Linked DNA regions of Macaca mulatta: region 2 is linked to region 1. A link is a contact called in public Hi-C data. All regions are on one chromosome and are shown on one strand. The core of a region is the stretch at or near the end of the contact, and the rest is flanking DNA. Distances in the headings are between cores, read along the strand shown.

The links. Hi-C and Micro-C count contacts between places; a contact is called where the count stands out from the background.
Region 2: a Hi-C map of fetal cortex germinal zone shows a contact between it and region 1, with 1.7 times the contacts expected there. The contact joins the promoter of DNAAF5 here to the promoter of PDGFA in region 1. A contact is called at or near these places in 2 of 14 Hi-C or Micro-C datasets (fetal cortex germinal zone and fetal cortical plate).

The regions. Positions count from the first base shown.
Region 1 is chr3:34,454,836-34,458,774 of T2T-MMU8v2.0, forward strand. PDGFA (platelet derived growth factor subunit A) reads right to left here and starts at 2,364. Exons shown (of 9, transcript XR_013414996.1): 1 at 2,021-2,364; 2 at 1,006-1,135.
Region 2 is chr3:34,668,327-34,672,364 of T2T-MMU8v2.0, forward strand. It overlaps DNAAF5 (dynein axonemal assembly factor 5), which reads left to right and starts at 2,609. Exons shown (of 13, transcript XM_028845424.2): 1 at 2,609-3,225. The coding sequence starts at 2,631. It overlaps PRKAR1B (protein kinase cAMP-dependent type I regulatory subunit beta), which reads right to left. Exons shown (of 12, transcript XM_028845428.2): 2 at 3,477-3,549.

The sequences.
Region 1 (3,939 bases), core at 1,114-3,613:
AGGCAGGGCTTAAATTTCACGCCCCGGAATCCCGGGCCGAACCCGTGGAGAGGTCTCTCCGTCTCACAAACACACGCACGCGCGCGCAGACACACACACGCGCACACACATCTCACTCACACACTCGCCCCACCCCGGGCTCCGGCCCAGCCGCGGCCCTAGCGCCGACTAAGACGCCTAAATCCAGAAACCTCCAGGGAAAGCGAGGGTTAAACTTCCATCTCGCACAGCTCTCCTGGCCCTGCGGAGACCACCCTCACCTCTGGCCTCCCCCACTCCCCTCCCCGATTTTTAAGGAGAGTCGGGGGTCGCTGGAGAGCCTGAAGCACTAAGTTCCCACGACGGGGGCTGTGGAAAGTCATTCATCACAGCAAAGCTCCCGGGGATGGGGATGAGGATGGGGGGGCGGGGACGCCGCGGTGGGAGGGTGCGGACGCCTGGCCCGGCCCCAGCTCGCCTGGCTCAGCCACCTGTAAGCAGGCCCGGGCGGGCTGCGCCGGCCCTGCGCCCCGCCGGGCTTGGGGACTGGGAACCGGGGGCTGTGGCTTGGCGCTGCCTACCCTGCCCGGCCAGGGGCTTCCGCAGCAGCCGCCCCTACCTGTTTATCAGGCGCCCTTCTCTCCTCCCCAGGCTTCGCCGGCTCACACACACACACACACACATACACACACCCCCTTCCCCACTCCCCGCACCCCGCTGCTGCAGCGCCCGCTGCGCCCCAGCTTCCCTTCCCCGGAGAGGACCCTGCGCCCCCCGAAGTTTCTCCCCACTCGTCCACCTCGCTGTTCCCCTGTCCCTCCAAGGCAGAGTAAGCGACGCAACACGCTGGAAACTCCCCACACACACTTAGGCATGGCAGAAAATAGAAACCAGTTGGGAAAATTTAAACATCGACCACCCTAGCAGAAACCAAAACGCTCTCTGCAGAGCCCGCGGCGCCCCAGCCAGCGGGGGGTGTGCGCCGGAGGAGCCGGCGCAGGGACGGGGCGCGGGGGCGGCACCAACCTCGGCCAAAGCATGGGCGAGGTATCCGCAGCCGAGGAGCAGCAGGCAAGCCCAGGTCCTCATCGCGTCCCGAGGCGCTGGAGGCTCGGCGGAGAGGCGAGGCCGCGGGGCGGGCGCTCCAGCCAGGCTCCTGTGGCGGCGAAATTCAGTACCATCCCTTAGGGAGCGCGGCCCGGAGGAGGGTGGCGCGGGGAGCACGGAGCTTGCGGAGCGCGCCCGGCGCGAGCAGTGAGTGCAGAGAGGCAGGCAGCGCCAGCAAGGAGGAGGAGAAACAGGGAGTGCGCGCCCGCCGCGCGGGGAGCCTCCTGGGCCGCCGGGTAGGGGGTGGGGACGGAAGGGGCGGAGGGCGGGGGCTGGGCTTCTTCCTCGGTGCGTTCCCGGTGCTGGCCGCCGCCGCGCTCGCTCCCCGGCGCTGGCTTCAGGAGCGACCCGGCCGGTAATTCTGCATATTTGCGGGCATCAGCCCCGAGAAGAACTCCGGAGGGAAGCTGGGGCCGCCGCCGCCGCTGCCACCACCACCGATCACCTGTCTGGACGCCTGGCCCGGCCCCGGCTGCGAGCTGCGAGCGGCCCTGCGCGCCCACCGCCGGCCCCGCGCTCGCCTCCGGCCTCCTCTCGCAGCCGCCGCCCGGCCGGGCACAGCGCGGCCCAGCACCCCCTCCGCGGCGCGCCCTCGGCTCCGGCGCCGCGCTCCGCCCTCCGCCCGCCGGGACCGGGCAGCGCCCGCGGCCGAGCCGCCTGGCAGCCGCCACCCGCCCGGGGCCTCGCTGCGCCGCCCGCGCCGGCCTGAAGGCGGGCGCAGGGCCGAGCCGGCGCCTCCGCCGCAGCCGCCGCCGGGAGAAGAGGAGGAGGAGGAGCAGGAGGCGCAGGCCCGGCTCGCCGGAGTTGGGCGGGCTCCGCAGGGCGCGCGTGTGGAGCCGGCCGGCGGCGGGGAGAGGGTTATAGCGCCGCCGCCGCGCCCCTCCCCCGCCCCCCCCCCCCCGCCTCCCCCGGATTCCGGGCCCAGGACCCGCACCTCGGAAGCGCGCGGGGTTCGTGCGGACCCGGCAGGGCCCGGGCGCCGCCGCCGCGGCAGGGAGCACACACGCGCTCGCGCAAGCAGCTAAATCCATCAAAGCCCCGCGCCCGGCTCCGCGCCGGGGCTCCGCGCCCCTCCCTCGAGCTTGCCCACCCTCCAGTGCCAGCTGCAATCCTGCGGCACCGGGTGGGGAGGGAGGAGGCCGCCGCAGAAGCGCCGCCGTCGCCGGCTCGCCTCTCTCGGGCCCCAGCGGCGGCAGCGGGCAGCGCCCAGAGCTGCTGCGCCAAAAAGGGCGAGAGAGCCGGTCCCCGCCCCCGCCCCGGCGCTCCGGCCGCTCTCCACGGTTCGGATCCAGGGCCCCAGCCTTACCCTCTCCATAAAAGGAGGGGGAGTCAGTCTTTGGGGAAGGACGGGGGCGGGTTTGGGGCACTCACCTGGCGGCTGCCATGCGCCCCCGCCCAGGATCCGAAGCCTGGGGCATCTGAATGAGGACCCTCCACCCACATTTCCACTTGGGAGCGAGCTCCGGTCGGGGGACCGGCCTGCAGCCCGCCTCGTCCCCACCCTGGGACCCGCGCCCCCCAGTCCCCCACTCCCGCGCCGAAGGCAGGGCCGCGCCCTGAGCCGGGAAGTCGAGGGGATGGAAGGGAAAGGAGCCACGGGTGAGGGTCCCCCGGGTTCTGAGCCTCCCGCGTCGGGATCCGCGGGGCGCACAGAGCGCCACCTCCGGCCGAGGCGCAGCTCAGAGCGCGATGCGGGGGAGGAACGCGCGCGGAGGCCGAGGTCTGAGCGTGGCTAGACGGCTCCCACGCCGAGAAAGGGCGGGTGTGCCCGGGCGGGATGGATTTCGCCTCCCTAGACCAGGAGGAGTTGGACCCTGACTACGGTTCCAGTGCCCTCCCAGGGGATCTACGCGCCCTCCTACTGGGTCCAGCAGGGTGGCGCGCTGTGCAGACCCCGAGGCTAGACGGCCTAGGCCCCTGGAAACCAGGAGACGCTCCCGTGGGTGGGCAGTGAAGCAGAATTCAGCCCGTCCCAGCCGTCACCCCCAACCCTGTGGATTAAACCCCTGCCCCCGCCGCGGTCGCCCTCCCTCCAGACAAAGGCCATTAAGGCGCAGCCCTGCGGGCGGTCTTTCATCCCCAGCTAGTCCAGCTCTAGCATTTCAAAGGCCGAGTCCAGAGAGCGCTTCGGGGGCGCTCACCTTCCCCCCAGTATCAGGGGGGAGGGGCCTCTCCCTCCGCTCCCAGTGGGTCGCTTCTACACGCGCCCTTCCACACACCTGCAGGCCCCCTCCCCAGGTTTCTCCCTTCCGTTGTCTGCAGTCCCACACCGTGACCCCCGCGGTCAAGCACGCCCTCTGGGTGGTCAGGACCAAGCGGGACCGGGACAGAACCAGGAGAGCCTTGGAAACGTGGAGAAGCCCCTGAAAGCCAGGTCCCTCCAGGGGGAACTTGGGCCGCTCGGGAGGGGACACCCACTGGATGGCTTCTGGAAGGAGCCGGACTCGCAGAGTCAGGACGCAGGCCGGACCCCGGCCTCATTCCTCGGCCAGTTATCCTGGAGTCGCGTGTATCCTGTCCTGGGCCTCGGACTCCTCCGGGCAGAGGGGCCCCGAGGTCACCTCTGTGGGGTTACAGTACTTGGTGTGACGGTGTGGAAAGCAAGGAGGAAGGTCGCGTTGTATTGGGGGTGGGGTACCCGTCCCTCCCAGCTTGCGGGGTCCTGGAGGTCCTCGCCGCCTCTGAGGGCCTAGATGGCTGCCTCCCTGGGCTTCCCTGCCCGGCCTGGAGCTACGGGTGCGCCCAGCTAGAGTTTAGGGCCACCTGGGAACGTGGAAGGGGCGCTGGAGCGAGGCGGGGGCTGGGGCGGGGCGTGGGTGCTTCACCCGCGGGACGCAGAGCTTAAGCGAAAGC
Region 2 (4,038 bases), core at 1,359-3,858, 210 kb after region 1:
TGTCTCCAAATAGGGTCACATCCTGAGGTATGGGGGTTAGGACTTCAGCATGTGAATTTTGGGGAGGCACCATTCAGCCCATACCACCACCAATGAGGCCTTTGCTTATGCTATTTCCTCTCTCTACAACACCTCCCTGTCCCCTACCCCCACCTTTCACCTGGCTATGTGATGTGGTTTGGCTGTGTCCCCACCCAAATCTCATCTTGAATTGTAGCTCCCACAATTCCCACGTGTTGTGGGAAGGACCCAATGGGAGGTAACTGAATAATGGGGGTGGGTCTCTCCTGTGCTGTTCTCATGATATTGAATAAGTCTCACAAGATCTGATGGTTTTATAAGGGGGAGTTTCCCTGCACCAGCTCTCTGTCTCTCTTTGCCTGCCGCCATCCATGTAACATGTGACTTGCTCCTTCTTGCCTTCAGCCATGATTGTGAGGCCTCCCCAGCCATGTGGAACTCTAAGTCCACTAAACCTTTTCCTGTATAAATTACCCAGTCTTGGCTATGTCTTTATTAGCAGCATGGAAACGGACTAATATACCATGTTTACTTATTCTTCATATTTTGCCTCTGCTACCATTTGTTCAGGGAAGCCTTACAAGTCTAGTTCAACATCCCTTGACACTCATTCTCCCGGGACCACTGTGGTTAAACACATATTAATTTATCTTTCCATTAAGGGCTATCTCATCCTGCAAGATAAGATCTGGGAAAGCAGGGACCGTGGCCAGTTTCTACATCATTGTCATCCTGTCCCATGTGTTACAGATAGTGCCTGGTCAAACAAATGCCTGTTGGAGGAAACAATGAATTAAGAATGTTACTGAATATGCTACATATCGACATTTAAGAGGTACTGATGGGCTGGGCATGGTGGCTCATGCCTGTAATCCCAGCACTTTGGGAGGCCGAGGCGCGTGGATCACGAGGTCAGGAGATCGAGACCATCCTGGCTAACATGGTGAAACCCCATCTCTACTAAAAATACAAAAAAATTAGCCAGGAGTGGTGACAGGCACCTGTAGTCCCAGCTACTCGGGAGGCAGAGGCAGGAGAATGGCGTGAACCTGGGAGGCAGAGCTTGCAGTGAGCGGAGAACGCGCCACTGCACTCCAGCCTGGGCGACAGAGCAAGACTCCATCTCAAAAATAAATAAATAAATAAAGAGGTACTGATGAACAACACCATTTTGCAACACGAAGATCAACAACAAAAAAGAAGGTCAAACTTGAAGTTCAGTCCTAAAATTACACACATTCTGCTTTTAGAAAACTGAGTGCACCGTCACAGATGAGAAGTGCCTGGCTAACCAGACTTGGGGACTCCTGGTTTGCAGTGAGTGCTGTCAAATTCCCGTTCCAGGCTGGGCTCGCACCAACTCCGCCGCCAAGCTGTTTAGGCACCTCTGTCTCCACTCAAGTCCATACTCAAAGTCACTACTGTGAAACACTGTCCTGCTTTTAATTTCCAAGCTGCCTTGTTATTTCTTGGGAGTAGGCCAAGCTCACTTTAGGAGCAACTTAGTTTACAGTTTAACTTTGAAACAAAGATGATAACAGCCCTTTCCTGAAGCCAATCTCCTTCTTGCCTGGGGACCAGAATGCCTTTGTAAGACTAAGACATGGGCCACAAGATTAGAAATTGTGGTTTGAGTCATGTAGCTAGAGGCCACAAGATCCCAAACCTCCCGGATTGCTCCTTAGGATAACATCACTATTGTAAACTCTAAGATTGGTGCTCGAGATATTTTTCAGGCTCTGCATTCTGATGCACCAGCTGCCACCACCCACACCCCTAATCTGGCTCAACCAGTTCTGTGAGCCCACCCAAGAACAGAAGACAGCAAGAGAATCAACTTTGACGCTCCACTGTTTCATCTCCAACCCAACCAATCAGCACCGCCCTCTCCCTGGCCCCCTACCTGCCTAATTATCCTTAAATGACCCGTCTCAGGAATTTCAGAATCTGCTTTGAGTAATAAAGCTCTGGTGTCGTTTAGCCGGTTTCTGCATGTATTAAACTCTCTATTGAAATTCCCCTGTCTTGATAAATTGACTCCACCTGGGCAGCGAGTAAGGCGAACCTATTGGGCGGCTACACCTGAGATCAAATCACAGGTTGCACGTGAAGCCCAGACCAGGAACCCGTCTTACACCACAGGGGGGATCCAGTCCACAGAACCAGCGCCCTTCCCTCCTGGAACGGACCTTCCCAAAGCCAGAGGGGCTCTAGACGGCTCAAAAAGGGGTTTCCCGGCTACCCTGGACCGATGCAGGGCACCCAGGTTCCTTCTCCAAGCACTCCAGGCCGCAGGGCAGGCTTCCCTAGGGGCAGGACCAGGCCTATAGCCCGGGGCCCGCATCCCAGGCGAGCTGCACCCTCCCGAGACCCTTCCCATCTGCGCAATGGGGACAGGGTAAGGCCCAGCAGGCCGGCTGGCGGGGGCTCCTGCGACAGCGCGGGACAGCAGGCGAGCACCGCCGGACGAGGGCCCAGGCCCACGTGCGCACCTGCTGGGAGGAAGGAGCTCGGCGCCCCGCCCCCAGCGCGGACCGGAAGTGCTGCCGTAATCCGCGCCGAGCGTCGCGAAAGCGCCGTTCCCCTTAGTGACCGGCGACGCGAGCAAAATGGCGGCGCCGGGGGTGGCGGAGGCCGTGGCGGCCTCACACCCGGCTGAGGGGGCCGAGATGGCGGAGGCGGCAGAGCTGAGCCGCGCCCTGAGCCGCCTGCTGCCGGGGCTGGAGGCCGACAGCAAACCGGGCCGGCGGCGCGCCTTGGAGGCCCTGCGGCGCGCGCTGGAGGAGCCGGGCCCTGCCGCCGACCCCACCGCTTTCCAGGGCCCCTGGGCGCGCCTGCTGCTGCCGCGCCTGCTGCGCTGCCTGAGCGACCCCGCCGAGGGCTGCCGCGCGCTGGCAGTGCACCTGCTGGGTCTGGGCCTGCGCCGCGCCGCGCGGCCCCGCGATGCCCTGCCGCGCCTGCTGCCCGCGCTCGCCGCGCGCTTGGCCAGCCCCGAGCCCGCGCGCCGCCCGCCCGAGGCCTGCGAGGAGCTGCGCTTGGCCCTTGTGCAGCTGCTGGGTCTGGCCGTGGACCTGTGCGGCGCCGCGCTCGCGCCCCACCTGGACGACGCTCTGCGCGCGCTGCGCTGCTCCCTGCTGGACCCCTTCGCCGCCGTGCGCCGCGAGAGCTGCAGCTGCGCGGCCGCCCTGGCGCAGGCCACGCCCGGTGAGCACCCCGGGCCCCGCTCGCACACCCCACACTCTCACCCCCACCTCCACCTCCACGGCCCCTCTCACAACCCCCGCGGCTCGGCCCCACCCCACAACATCCCGGCCACCCCCATGGCCCGCGTCCCCCACCCGCCTGCCCCAAAGACCCCGCCCGGCCCCCTCCTCTCACCACCACTGCGTCCCCTGCCTCACGTCCCGCCACCAACGTGCCCTTCACCCGCTCCCTTGCCCTCTACCCCCACGTACCTGTTGCCTGCGCTGCCACCTGCTCCTGCTTGGCCCTCACTCACGTCACTCGTGTCCCCCGCTCCCCGCCTCCACCCTCCACGCCCCAAGCCCCGCCCCCACCTGCCTGCTCCCTGTGCCCCCTCTACCTGCCTATCCTCTGCCGTCCTCCTCTTTGCATCCCGCCGTCCCGCGACCCTCACCCCCCACCCTCCTCCCTGCCTGAGCCCCCTCACCCAGGCCCACGAGCCAGCTCTCCTATCCAGATCCCTGGAAACCACCGCGGAAATTCCTGTTAAGCAGTTTGGGGTGGTGTGTGCCCCGATAGCTGCCCCCTTTCCTTCCCTCTGGGGGCTTGCAGGACTTGCATCTGGTTGAGGAGACACGCTGAGACTCTGCTCTGATCATTTCACTTTCTGTCCCATTCATCCTACTCCACTGCCTTCCCTTTCTGGTTTGGACCACTGTCCTAAGTGGAAGGAGGCCGCTTCTCCCCTCCACTTTATAACGTTCCGCATCATTTTTAGAGCTCTGATCTGATCTGGTCGTTCTGTTTCCTTAACTGGCCATTCCTGCAGGGCCT